2 separate regions of the Mus musculus genome follow, and region 2 is linked to region 1. A link is a contact called in public promoter capture Hi-C data. All regions are on one chromosome and are shown on one strand. Each heading gives the region's core, a stretch centred on a gene start, on an enhancer-like site or on the middle of the called end of the contact. The rest is flanking DNA. Distances are from core to core; before and after follow the strand shown. Region 1 holds the start of Wfdc21 (WAP four-disulfide core domain 21). Region 2 overlaps Gm11437 (predicted gene 11437).

The links. Promoter capture Hi-C pulls out the DNA fragments that hold promoters and counts their contacts.
Region 2: a contact with region 1 is called in a promoter capture Hi-C map of liver, with 2.4 times the contacts expected there. The contact joins the enhancer-like site here to the promoter of Wfdc21 in region 1. A contact is called at or near these places in 4 of 39 promoter capture datasets (the 3T3-L1 cell line, liver and pre-B cells), 1 of 484 Hi-C or Micro-C datasets (B cells), 2 of 115 datasets of contacts at active chromatin or transcription factors (bone marrow-derived macrophages and embryonic stem cells) and 2 of 9 other capture datasets (adipose tissue and liver).

The regions. Positions count from the first base shown.
Region 1 is chr11:83,745,294-83,752,387 of GRCm38.p6, forward strand. Wfdc21 (WAP four-disulfide core domain 21) reads left to right here and starts at 1,647. Exons shown (of 3, transcript NM_183249.2): 1 at 1,647-1,830; 2 at 3,940-4,040. The coding sequence starts at 1,734. The coding sequence ends at 4,034.
Region 2 is chr11:84,141,370-84,148,461 of GRCm38.p6, forward strand. Gm11437 (predicted gene 11437) reads right to left here. Exons shown (of 7, transcript NM_001037932.2): 7 at 6,992-7,092. It also overlaps a transcript of Acaca not described here. Among named protein-coding and RNA genes, the nearest start is that of Tada2a, 15 kb to the left of the region's middle. Within about 2 kb of position 4,907, at least 18 of the 459 cell types and tissues checked have an H3K27ac peak or open chromatin away from gene starts, as enhancers often do. A contact at or near this core is called in liver, where this site is marked.

The DNA.
Region 1 (7,094 bases), core at 397-2,896:
CCGGGCGGAGCCAGAAAAAATCCTTCCTCCTTCCAGTTACATTAGCCAGGTATTTTATCACAGTGACGAGAAGTCAGTAATATACCAGATTTTGGACTATTGCAGAAATTGTACACCAGTGGGCTAGGCAGAGTGGAGTTAAAGCAGCTTGCAAAAATACTTTCTGCACGGCCCATAACTCTGTCTTCTAACCCCCTTGAGAGAGCTAGCAGTGTATGGCATCAGTTGTTTGTCAGAGGACCTCCAGCTTGTGGCATGTAAGATCTGTGACAAATGAAAGGAAGAGACTCTTCCTGTAGCTCCAGAATTAGGAACCATAGTCCTTGTGAAATGATAGTCCTCTCTTCCTCCCTCTCTCCCCTCGTGTGCGTGTGCGTGTGCGTGTGTGCGTGTGTGTTCCTAGGAATTAAACTTAGGGCCCCTGCCCTCTACTGTTGAAATAAACCATTTTCCCAGACACCTACAAAGGCACAACAAACTGATCCTGTGACTTCTCCCTCTCCCTCTTACCCCCTGCTTCCAGCTCATTTCATGTTAAGGTATTTTATGAGTTACAGTATTTGTCTTACTTAGGGTTTCTATGACTGCAATGAAACACCATGACCAGAAAGCCAGTTGGGGAGGAAAGGGGCTTTTTGGCTTACACTGCCAGATCATTGGAAGAAGTCAGGACAGGAACTCAAGCAGGGCTGGAACCTGGAGGCAAGAACCATGGAAGGAAACTGATTACTGGCTTGCTCAGTCTGCTTTCTTAGAGATGCTAGGACCACCACCAGCCCAGGGATGGCACCACCCACAATGGGCTGGGCCCTCTCCCATTGATCACTAATTGAGAAAATGCCTTAGAGCTGGATCTCATAGAGGCCTCTTCTTCACTGAGGCTCCTTTCTCTCTGGGAACTCTAGCTTGTATCAAATTGACACATTGTGTGTGCTCCTCCCCCACCACCAGGGAAAGAAGAGGGTATCTCCCCTGGCACCCAAACCACAGATGGTCTGAGTTACAAATCACTCATCTGGATTAGCAGGCGTGTCTACAAGAAGGAAGAAGTGAAAGCTCACACCTGGGCTAGTTGTCACTCTCACCCCACTCACTCTCCAAGTCGCACAGCAGTGGTGCAGCCTGAGAGGCATCCTGGGAGGGTTTGATGTAGATATTGACAGCTGGGGTTCCCCAAAATGAAGGCTCCAAACAGCAGAGATGATGGCATCAAGGCAGAGGGAACGACGCTGGCTTACTGTCTCCTCAACAGGTGGCCGCACCCCACTGGCTCTCCCACGGTCTCTCCCTGCCCTCAGTTACAGGAACAACTGTCCTAGAGCAAGGAGAGAGAAGTACAAAAGCAGATGGTGTCCTAGCTGACACCCAGCTCCTGGATTGTCATTCCCTGAGGACACATTCCTTATCACAGCTCATTCCTGGCCCAGAGTAGATCTCTAATACTTCATTGAAAAGGAACGAGAGTCCCTTACCACCCCAGCTTTCCAACTTTAGGAGGACTATCTGTGGAACAGAGGGTGTTCTGTGGCACGGAGCTTGGCTTGAGTAAGATGGCACTACCCAGGACATACATAGTGTGTGTCCCTGGCAATGCTGGTTTCCAGGCGGGGCTTTGGCTTCTGTGGTGTGCAGGCCCGCCCCTAGCCTTGCTGCCTAGCTCAGTGGGTGAAGAGGTTTAAATTCTGGCAGCTCTTGGCCCTGCTGCGTATTGGCTAACATCCTTCAGCAGCAGCATGAAGCTAGGAGCCTTCCTTCTGTTGGTGTCCCTCATCACCCTCAGCCTAGAGGTACAGGAGCTGCAGGCTGCAGTGAGACCTCTGCAGCTTTTAGGTACGTCTGGGCAAACACGGTTGCACTATTCTTCCTCAAGTGAGGGGTGAGAAGACATCCAGAACCAGTGTGTGCAGGAAGGAGGGAGAAACTGGAGGAAAGAGTTCTCTTTAGGATCCTCCTTGATGGTCACCTCTGAATTCCCCAGAACAGAATCCCTCTTCTGCTTTCCCTCTCTCCATTCCCTGGGTCACCTGACTGGACCCCCCTCCTGCTTGCTCCTCAGCCAAGCTCCCTCTCCCAGACGTCTCCTTCTCTACTGGCGTCTACCTTGACCTGTCTACAGAAAATATTCTTGTAATTATGCTAGACACAGGTCAATCTCAATCTTCTTTACCAATATTATTCTCAGAAAGGGTTTTGTTGCCGTGGGTTTTCATTGTTGTTTGTTTGTATGTTTGCCCAAGCTGGCCAGGAACTGACTGTGTAACCCAGGCTGACCTCAACAACATGGCAATCTTCCTGCTTCATCTTGCTATGCTGGGATTACAAGCACAATCCACCCCATCTTATTTGGCCTCAAAGGACTACTCTTAATCCTCTGCCCATTCTTCCCTTAGCCCTTTTGTGACCACAGCCTCATCAAACTCCTGACACACTCTCCTCTGTAATAAAGTCTCGCCTTTGCAGACTGATGCTGTCTGCCCACCCCTACCCCACAACCCCTATCCTACAGCCAGCCAGCCCTGGATTATCTTGGACTGAATGCTTGCCCCTAAATGTCTTTAGATAGAGTTTAGCCTCTCGTCTTCACTCCATCAACTACCTGTTTTTGAAACAGTTTGCATCTCTTCCGTCCTTTGCCCTCTGTTGCCTCACTGTGTCCATCCCTGATTACTCCACAGCCCTGCCATTGCAAAAGCTTCCCAGAAGCCCTCTCCACCCCCTCTTCCTTCTTGGATGTGCTTACTAGTTGGATCCTGGTTCTGTCTATGCCTTTGCAGCAGATAATCCTCCCAAATGACCTTCTCTCAGTTTATTAAGTGAAATCCCAAATCCACAGGTCCTGATGGCCTGCTTGCCCTTTGCAACATTTATTTCTCCTGTTCCCAAACTCGCCCAGACCTCTACTTGCCAATCCTCCTGACTCCTCCTATTCCAGGGGAACTGGGAGTGGCAGATAATATGTCTAAGGGGTAGGACTTGAAGAGTCAGTCTCTGGTCCTGGGAGTGCCTCTGTAGGTCCTGTGTCCCAGGTCACACACGGACCTCCCCAAAGTTCCACCCTACTACATTTCCCCTTGTGACTTTTTGCATCTTTCCACACAGCACCCCTCCTGCTTTCCCCCACTACTCTTTCTTGACAATATCCCTGTACTCCAAGGCTTACTTTTTCTGACGAACAACAAATAATGTTTTATCTCCTCTGAGCCCTTTGAGTCTTCTAGAACTACCTTGCAGGACACTTGTGAAACACTGCTCTGTCTCCAGTACCTTAGACATAAGTCTTACTTGCATTGGAAGGCTCTAAGAGGCCCTTTTTACATCCATGTCCTTCCTAAATGCTTCATATACAGCAAAATACCATAAATATTTAATGATTGCTCCAACGACTGTGATTAGGGACAAGAGATCTTCAGCTTTCTCACCACAAAGCAACAACAGCACCAGAAACACTTAGGGCTATAAAACAGAGCTAGGGAGACTAACCGCACAGAGTGACTGTAAGGTAACCAGCAAGTCTGAATATGCCCTTCTCTGCTCCATGGACTGTCATGTGGGGGGAAATGATTTCATTTAAGCAACCTTCCTCCTTTCTTTCCACAGATGCAATCCCTCTATCCATGTCTCTAAAGTAGGCTTTCTTTAATGAGATTATGTGTGTGCCTTGTTTTAACAGAAATAGACAGTAACACTTTACAAATGGTATTATGACTTCAGTTAAAAGGAACTGGTGAAATGTACTCCTTAATCGAGGACTGTCGTCCTCAGCACTTGAATCTAAAGCATGGAGGTTTTCATTAGTCTATTTGTCTGTCCTTGAGAGGATAAACTCATCAAGTAATTCAGCTTGACCTTTAGCTGATGATCTGCCTGCCTTAGCCTAGGAGTCCAGGATTAAAGGTTTATTCCACCATGCCTGCTTTCAACTGATCTTTTCTGACATAGGCACCTGTGCTGAGCTCTGCCGTGGTGACTGGGACTGTGGGCCAGAGGAACAATGTGTCAGTATTGGATGCAGTCACATCTGTACTACAAACTAAAAACAGGTAAAAATAAAAATAAAAATTACTGTTCCTCCAAATCTTCCCCAGACCAGGCAAGTTGTACATTTGACTTCCATGGGAATTCTAGAAGTTTGGTAAAATGAAACCTATGTGTTTCCCTATATCTTCTCCTTTTTTCTTCATGAAGAAGCACCTACCAGAGGATGGTGCTTCCCAAACCTTTAGAATAATTTTCCAAACCAGTCTACCCAGGAGAAAAATCAAACTATATTTGAGCAAGAAGTTAAAAAATCACCCCCAAATGATGTCTGTTTATGACTGTGGTATATATTTAACTATGTACAAATATATATTAAAATGAAAATCTTGTGCCTATTTGATTTCTTAACTATTTCGTTTGAAAAGACTTAGTGGACAATTTTGATCTCAGTACTTATCTTCAGCTCCATCTTTGCTTTATCTGTAGCATGTACAATGTATGCTCTTCTACCAGCAATCACTATAAATGTAAGCTTAAAATATTTATTTTATAATTAACATGACTGTATTTTGAATACTGAAATGTGCACACCCTTACTAATTCCTTTGGGATATATCCCAGCATGTATAATTGATGACCAAAGCATACTCTCATGTTGGCCCATATTAACCTAAGCAGATACTTTTTCTGTAAAAATATTTGATGGGATTCATATTATTGCATGTTTCCCTATTTAATTTTCAGTACCCACTAATTTTTTAAAAAAGAATAAAAAGCTACCATGATTAAGTTGTATTAATATGATTAAAATTGTATTAGCAGATTTAGCTTATACTCTAAACACCAAGCTGTCTGAGCCAACGAGATTGATCAGTGGGTAAAAGTTCCTGCTGCCAAGACTGGTGATCTGAGTTTGATCCTTAGGACCCACGTGGTAGAACTGACTCTCAAAAGCTGTCCTCTGTCCTCTACATGTGTGCTATGGCAGGCACATGACTGCACACACACACACACACACACACACACACACACACACACACACATTGAAACATACACACCTGAAACCACATTTTAAATTAAAAACAAAACCCAAAGAGTCAGGAGCCATCACAGGACAAGCTAATAGCTAGCAGGTGATCTTCCTGGAATGGTCTGCCTCGGAGTATAATAACCCATGAGAGATTTGCTCCGATTGGATTTGCATGGCCCAGGAGAAAATCACTTTAGGAAGTATTCCTGCTATTATGTTTTTCCTGTTATTATTAAATATATTTAACAATCCCTGGGTATTAGCCCATCCTTTTGAGCAGATCTCTGCAGATCTACAAAGATGTACTGCCTTATAGTGATGCTATATAGACAAATAGATGACTTAATTCTTTATGATGATCCTATAAGAATTACTAAAATTATTTACTAAGCTCTTTTATAGTGGGACTGCTATTAGATACTTTTCTGATAGTTAAAACTGCAATGAGAACTTTGTCAGTCTCCATTGTGTCACCAATGAATTGCTTCTAGATAGTAACCAGACTTTCTACTACTCAAAGCACATTCCAAAAGGTTGTAAAACCATTAACCAAAGGTCATAAAAAGGGAACTAATGATTTATTATAGATGCTAGGACAGAAGATAAAATATTGACTGGATTTATCTATACAAAACATCACTAATAACTTAGTTATGTTTTTTTAACTCTCAAAGAACTTGTGGAACTTTAACAGGTGATGAATCTTTAGTGGGATAATTACTCCTAATGGATATGCATGTAAACACTCTCTGTTGTAAACTTCAATTTATGATTTGAATTTGTGTAAACTTATGATGAACTTTTTACCATCTGATCATATATTCTGAAAGATATATTAGTGCTAAGGACAAAAAAGAAAACGAAGAACTGGGCTGGGGAGAACTTTTTAGACAGAACACTTTTTAGACAGATCTGAACAGAACTTTTTAGAATAGAACTGAGGATAATTCTTTTAGTCAGGACACAAGAGAACTTTTTAGACAGAATTGAACTCAAGAAGAACTTAGAAGTAAAGGCATATCATTGGGAGAAAAGGCATTGAGAGTAAGAGCATTGCTGTGACATCAGAGCAGGAAGAGAGAGCAAAATGAGGAGAATGCAGAGTGGAATAACTTAAAAACTATAGGTAACATAAAAATCTAAGAGAGCAATGTGCAGAATGCAGAGGGAAAGAGGGGAAAAAAGAAGCTGCATAGAGCAGAAGGAGCAGGCAGGCTTCTCCTTACCATGGAACAGAACAGGTCTTTTCTGAATAGCAAGGCAGGCTTATTCTTATAAAGGAACAAAGCTTTCTTCTTACAAACTTGGGTTTAACTCATTTAGCATTAAAAGGCTAGAAGCGTTTTCTTTCCCTATGCAATAAAGATTGGAGCTCTTTTTCCATGTAGAATCAGTGAGTTCTTTCTGAAACCTGTGCTTGGTCTTTTGCTCCAAATGCATATGTAAGTATAGACATGTGTGTGTAAGTATGTAATTGTGAGAATGTATGCAAGTTGGACACAACTGGTTTTAATGGAAGTGTATAAATGCACATATGTGATTCTGTGTATGAATTTACGTAAGTTTATGCATATTTGCTTATATAAAAGTTTTTCCTTCTGCAAGCATTATTCTCTTCTGGTTCAATAGAAGTTTATTGTTCAATAGCCTGACAAGCAAGAGGCATCTGAACAAAAGGGAAAAGGTTCTAGCAATTAATCCTTTACTTAATCTCCTGCTGTTTTAGGATGAGGTGCTAAGTGCCAGAGACTGCAGTTTCTGGCCTCAGGAACATAGAAGGCAGGTCAGCTACAGTAGCACAGTAACTTGGACTTACATAAGTGAACTTTTAATTATTATACTACAACCCTAAATATCTCACAAGACAAAAGTCGTACCCTCCGCCAGTGATCTTCCCCCCTCTGCTACCTCAAGGAGAACCAACAAGAAAGAAGACCCCACCGGGGCTGGCCCCCAGCACCAAAGTGTTCATGTTCAGAGTATTTATCTATCCAGCCCACCTGTAGTGCTTTCTGGCTTTCTGATGGTGCTATGGATTTCCAGCATCAAGATCTAATGTTTCTCATTGCACTCTGGGCAGTAGCCA
Region 2 (7,092 bases), core at 3,657-6,156, 400 kb after region 1:
CTTCCTGAGTGCTGGGATTAAAGGGCTGCACACCATGCCTGGCCTGGAGAGTCTTTTTCAATCTAGAAAAACGATATATATATATATATATATATATATATATACCCTTAAAACCCATGAATCTTTCTTGACGTAGCCCCAGACACAGTCGCCACAAGCATATCCATCCTACAAGAAACTGCTGATGGTTCCATACGCCGGGCTCATGGATCTTCTATTTCAGTGTCTTCTCAGCAAGGACTTTGATTCTTCTAGAGGTTAAAGAGGAAGGATCCTGTGCCCTGCACTGTTTATTCTTTGTTTCCAGCACATTAGGAAGGAGAGACCTCAGTAAGATTCTTGAAAAGTCTTTAGGGCACCATTTAATCCTGCAGAGACCAGGGCTCTAAACCTCTAAATATATCCTTTCCCATTCTACTTGAAATCATTTAGAAAATGAGACTTAAAGTGGAACAACCATCGGCGGTTAGGAAGTATTTTCCCACTGGGCAGTAATATAGACCTCACTTTTGTTGGGACTTCCCTAGGTTACATTTATTCATGACAACCTTGTGCTTTTCAGGGTGCAGTTACTACTTTAGCCACTGGGTGGCACAAATTCCCAGGAGTCCATTTGAAAGTGCTTAACACATAGTCCAAAGAGCACTTGTTGCTAAGTGGCACCAAATGAAGGAAAGTTGTAAAGAGATCAGGTTTATTTGGCCTAAATTTCCAGTGTACAAGTGAAGCTGCTTTTCCTAAAATCCATGTCAAAGTTTTGGATAAGGAAAAGAAAAAATGTTGGAAATCCCAGCACTGGGGAAATGGAAGCAGGAAGAGTGTCATAAATTCGAGGCCAGCTTGGGCTACTTAGTCTACTTAGTTCTGTGCTAGCCTGAGCTAGTATGAAACAGAATGAGATTCTGTTACAAACGAATATTGTCTTAAAAATATATATAGGAAAAGGGCTTAGAGAGACAATGGCTCAGTAGTTAAGAGCACTTGCTGCTTTTTCAAAAGACCAAGTTCAGATTCTGACAACCACCCATTCCTGGCTTTTCTAGGTGTGCACGTGCATGCACACACACACACACAAACATACACACATAAATAAAAAGTTGTACAAATAAATCTTAAAAAAAAATACATACCAGCCAGGCGTGGTGGCGCACGCCTTTAATCCCAGCACTCGGGAGGCAGAGGCAGGCGGATTTCTGAGTTCAAGGCCAGCCTGGTCTACAAAATGAGTTCCAGGACAGTCATGGCTATACAGAGAAACCCTGTCTCATAAACCCAAAAAAAAAAAAAAAAAAAAAAAACAGAAGAAGAGAGAAGTAACAAGAGATATAGAAATGCAAGAGAGAAGACTATAAAATTAACTTATTAACTCTTGCCTTTAATCCCAGTACTTGGGAGGCTGAGGCAGGAATACCAATTATGACTTCTAGGCCAGGCTGGGCTGCATCTATGAATTCAGCTAGTCTGGGCTAGGGAGACTGTCCTAAAAACAGACAGACAGACAGACAGACAGACAGACAGACAGACAAAAGCAAAAACAAAACCTGGGGTTGAAGCTTAGTTGGTAGAGTGACCATCAGTCTTTAGCATGATGTAAACTGGTGGGCACACTTATAATCTCAGCACTGGAGGTAAGAAGCTGGGGAGTTCAAAGTCACCCTCAACTGTATAAGTCTGGGTCTCAAAACTACCAACAAGATCTTGACGGAGGGATCACTCAGTCTGTAAAGCACACTGAAAGCATGAGAATCTGAGTTTGATCCCAGGACTCATGTAAAAAAAAATGGGTGTGATAGTGTAAGCATGTCATCTCAGTGCTTTAGAGACAGGAGGATCCCTGGGACTCCCCAGCCAGCCAGCCTGGCCCATTAGTAAGCTCCAGGCTGATGAGAATTTCATGTCTCAAAAGAGGTGGATAGAATTCCTAAAGATAACATCCAAGATTGTCCTTCTATCTCCACACACAGGCACACATGCATGTGTGCATACACACTAAAAATAACAATGAGTGAATATTAATTGAGAGATGAATTTGTTGGGTGTGGTGGCATATGTAATCCCAGCACGAGAGAGAGAGAGAGAGAGAGAGAGAGAGAGAGAGAGAGAGAGAGAGAGAGGGATGGAGGGAGGGAGAGAGAGAGAGAGAGAGAGAGAGAAGAAAAAGAAGAAGGAGGAGGAGGAGGAGGAGGAGAAGGAGAGAGGGAGAGAGAGAGAGAGAGAGAAGAAGAAGAAGAAGAAGAAGAAGAAGAAGAAGAAGAAGAAGAAGAAGAAGAAGAAGAAGAAGAAGAGGAGGAGGGGGGGGGAGGGGAGGCGAGGGGAGGGGAGGAGAGGAGAGGCGAGGGGAGGCGAGGCGAGGCAGGTGGATCTCTATGAACTCATAGCCAGTCTGGTCTACATAATGATATTTTCAGGCCAACCATAACTACATAGAGAGACCCTTTCTCAAAGCGTGAGAGTGGGAGGGAGGGGGCACATAGACTCTTAACCTGTCCTAGGCAAATATGTCGATAAGTAAAGGGTTTATGGCTCCTTATCCTAAGGAACTGTTCTTGGAAAATAGCTCATTATAAACACTGGGGAAATACTTTAGATCAGAATCTGTTGCGTAGCGTTTAAAGAGCATGAAAAGTGGGGTTAGTGAGCAGTGAGGGCCACTACTGCCCCTACGCCCACCCCTGCATAACTTTGGGGGTCAGGAAAGGAGGAAGGTTAATGCTTGCTCAGAAATTCCAGATATCCAGAATCCTACATCAGTTTTTTGCTTTATTTTTATTTGTTTAAGACAAAACTCTTTATGTAACACAGCTAGTCAGGACTCATTTGTAGTCCAGGTTGGCTTCAAATTCATGGAAAGCCTCCTGCCTCAGCTGTCTGAGTAGTGGCATTACAGCATGTGCCACCACAACCAGCTTGGTTAGTTTTGATTCAGTCACAGGTATAGCTTAAAAATTAAGAAATAGTGAGCTGGAGAGATGGCTCAGCAGTTAAGAGCACTGACTGCTCTTCCAGAGGTCCTGAGTTCAATTCCCAGCAACCACATGGTGGCTCACAACCATCTGTAATGGGATCTGATGCCCTTTTCTGGTGTGTCTGAAGACAGCTAGCTATAATGTACTCATATACATAAAAATCAATAAATCATTTTTTAAAAATTAAGAAATGGAGACTGGAGAGGTGACTCAGCACTAGAGAGAACTCATTGTTTTTGTTGAGGACCCACGTTGAGTTCTCAGCCCCTCATGTCAGCTTATAACCACAGGCAACAGACATACATAGTGCATATTCATACATGAAGATAAAACATGGATGCACAATAAATAAATCTGAAAATGAAGAAACGGCTATATATTTGCTACATATTTTGGGTTGACAATATTTTAGATTTATTTTTGTTATTTTAATGTACATGTATGTGGGTGTGTACAAATAAATTCCACATGCATGTAGGTAGGTACCTGTGGAAGCCAGAAGAGGGTGTCAGGTCTCTTGGAATGACAGTTACAGGTGGCGCCTATGAGTTGCCTGGTATAGGTGCTAAGAACCAGACTCAGTTCCTCTGGAATAGGAACAGTTCTCTAGCCCTTTATATATTTATATTTTGTATTTATGTTTAACAAAATAACACTTTTTAAGAAAAAATCTTTCTTGTAGCCCCTTTTCTATTTTGCATAGCATACAAAAACTGGGTTTCATTGTGACATTTTCATATGTATATCTCATACTTGAGTCTTACCACACACACCCCCACCTCCTTTTTCTCTAAAATAGTTCCCACTTTTGCTTTCTGGTTATTTGCATACCATTACTTTTCTGAAAGGAATTGTCTTTTGAAACAGGGTCTCACTAAGTAGCCGAGATTGGCAGAGAACTCACTATGTAGTCCGTGCTGGCCAGGAGGAATTCCTGGCAGTCTTCCTGCCTCGGCTGTCTAGTGCTAGAATCATTCCTGAGCCATAGCACCTGGCTCTCAAGCAATCCTTCTAACATCCCACAAATACAGCCATTTACTCAATGCCATTAGGCAATAGCTTCAAAAGTTCAAAGTAGAGGTTTTTTAAATGTGTCTTGTTTGCACCAAGTAAGAATTTGCCTTAATCTTTGGACTCAAAAAAAGTATTGAGAAGCTGAGCGGGTGGTTCACACGTGTATTCTCAGCACTTGGAAAGCTGAGGCAGGAGGATAATTACAGTCCTACATAGTAAGTTCAGAGCAGCCTGGGCTACTGAGTGAGAGGGGGGAAAAGTACTGAATTGGGATATAGCCAGGTGGAGTGGTGCAGACTTGCAAGCCCAGTCTTAGGAGCTAGAGAGAGAGAAATCCGAAGTTCAAGATCACCGTCGACGACCACATTGTGAAGTTACAGCGAGCTAGACTGCACAAGACCTTATTGAGCAATGCAAAACAAAGCAAAGGGTATCAGGGTCACACCAACCCTTCAGAAAGAAAGGCTTCTAGCTCCCTTTGAGACTGAAAATACACACAAAATAATTAGTGTGCCAGTTGGAAATATGGTGCTAATGTACTAGTGGGAAAAAGGGACATCAGGTTAAAAGTGGTATGGAGAGTGTCATGCTATGCAATATATGTCTCTCACCATATACACATCTATTTGTAATGCCCATAAAAGAACTATCAGTGTTACTGGTTACCTGTGGGAGGAGGGATTAAATGTAACTTCTATTCTTCTATTCCTTTACAGTCTTCATTATTTTGTGTAAATTTCAATAGTGGGAATGTACTTTAGTAATCAGAAAAACACTTTGATGAGATACTTTAATGAGAAACCATTTGCATCAGGAGTTTGGCACTTTGCAGAGGACTTGCTGGCAGTTGCATTGAGTGTGTCTACAATGATGACCGGAGCATTTGTGTGTGACTCTGGGCAATCTGCAGACTGAAGTCCACATTGCAAAGTCCACACAGGAGTGCCCTCTTCTCCTCTGCTCTCCTCAGCTCCTAGTTTCCAAATCCTCCCTCTGCTAGGGGAGGGATTCAAAGTGGCTAGCAGATTAGGGAGTGGGAAAAATGCTTGGAAGAGTCTTTGCTGTTGCCAAGACAACTGCCCACAAGCAGAATGCACAGTTTGGATCGTGTCAATTTCCACGAAGCAAGTCAGTACAGGTGTCACCCAGGTCTCACTCTCACAGAAGAGCAGAACTGATGAGCACCCAGCATGGCTCTCATCTTCTAGGAAATCTCACGTTTCCGGGTTAGGGAACATTCTGTTGGTGACGGAAGGGATGAATGCTGGCATTAATCCTAGAATCAGATTGAGTCTTTTTAATGGCCTCCCCTCCTAGACTGGGGAAAGAGCAGGCTTTTTTTTTTTGTTTCTTCTCAAATATAGGGCCAAGCAAAGTAATGGGTATCAGAGTAAACGTGAGGTGTTGAGCCACTAGTCGGGTACACACGATCCACTCACATATCCAAGGCCACGCATGGTCTAGTGTCCCCTGTCTGCTGTGCCCTGAAAGTTCTGTGGAATTTGAGAGGTTCTTCTGCTCTTCCAGGAAGCTTTGACTCACAATTGCCTTGTATCTGTCCTTTCCTCTTGGCTCAGCTTGTTCCCTGCTTAGGTAGTACACTTTCAAGAATCCTGTTGGGAACAGTACTTAAAGTGGAAGGAGGAAGGCTAGACTTTGTCTCTGGTTTCTTCTTGAGAACTAAGAAAACAGAATCACTTGCCAGACTTGGTGACACGTGCCATGCCTGTAATGCAAGTGCCTAAAAGTGGGAGACAGGAGGATCATGAGCTGAAGGTTATCTGGGAGTGTGTGTGTGCATGTATGTGTGCGTGTGTGTACACATATACATGACAACTGGAAAGGTTTCACAATCACAGGGAAAGCAGCAGGACGGCCCCATCCACTGCTTCAGTTGCTTCAGGCCCTGGCTCTCTTTTCCACTGAACTCAATGTTTTTGTTTTATTTTACGAAACAGGGTTTCTCTGTGTAGCCCTGGCTGTCCTGGAACTCACTCTGTAGACCAAGCTGGCCATGAATTCAGAGATCTGCCTGTCTCTGCCTCCTGAGTGTTTGAATTAAAGGTATGTGCCATGACTTTCTAACCCTCTCGGAACTCTTGATTAGCAGGTCAGACTTTGTTTATAGCTATGCCCTTGTGAGAGGGCTCATCATCGCAATCATTTTGTTCTAGAGCCTTTATCAAAACCATATGCAGCTCACTGGTAAAATAATGCCCAGCCAGGAGGTGGGAAGGTCGGGAGTTCAAGGTGATCCTCAGGTACATAGCAAGTTGGAGGCCAGCCTGAGCTACATCATAAAATCTTGTCTCACAAAATTAAAAATTAAATAAGGCACAGCCAGGCTTTCTGGTGCACACTTGTATTGCCAGCTCCTCTTGGAGGCTGAAGCAAGAGAGTTGAAAGTTCAGCTCACAGCACAAAAGAAAAAAAAAGGAAAACAAAGCATAATATCAGACCTACTTTAGGAATCCTGAACCTTCAGATTTCATGTGAAGCTATATTTCTGCTGTCCTGAAACTCTTTAGGAATGACTTATTAAGAAGGGCCTTGGGGGCCAGGCATGGTGGCGCATGCCTTTAATCCCAGCACTTGGGAGGCAGAGGCAGGCAGATTTCTGAGTTCAAGGCCAGACTGGTCTACAAAGTGAGTTCCAGGACAGCCAGGGCTATACAGAGAAACCCAGTCTTGAAAAACCAAAAAAAAAAAAAAAAAAAAAAAAAAAAAAAAAAAAGAAGGGCCTTGGGATGCCTAAGGCTGGGTTCCCTTCACCAGGTTGTTGATAACTGTGTGTAGTGACAGAGGCTAAATCGTAAGTCATAAGCCCTGGGAGAGGAGGTGCCCCATGGAAGGTGGATGACAGCATGAGCATGAGGAGAGCTGGGAGGCCAAGAGGAACTGGGATGTGTGCCGTGCTGTCAGCTCCAGGCCTTGGGAGGCTGTGTTCGTCTCTCCTCCGAGAAAGCAGCAAGGGCCATTCATAACACTTGGAGGCAAGGACTTTATCTTCATTTTCTGGGATGGAAAGGTTTATGAATGTTTATGAATGTGCAAAGTGAATTGCAGAGGCACATGGCCGTGCCAGTTGCAGAGGCATGGATGTAGCTCTGCT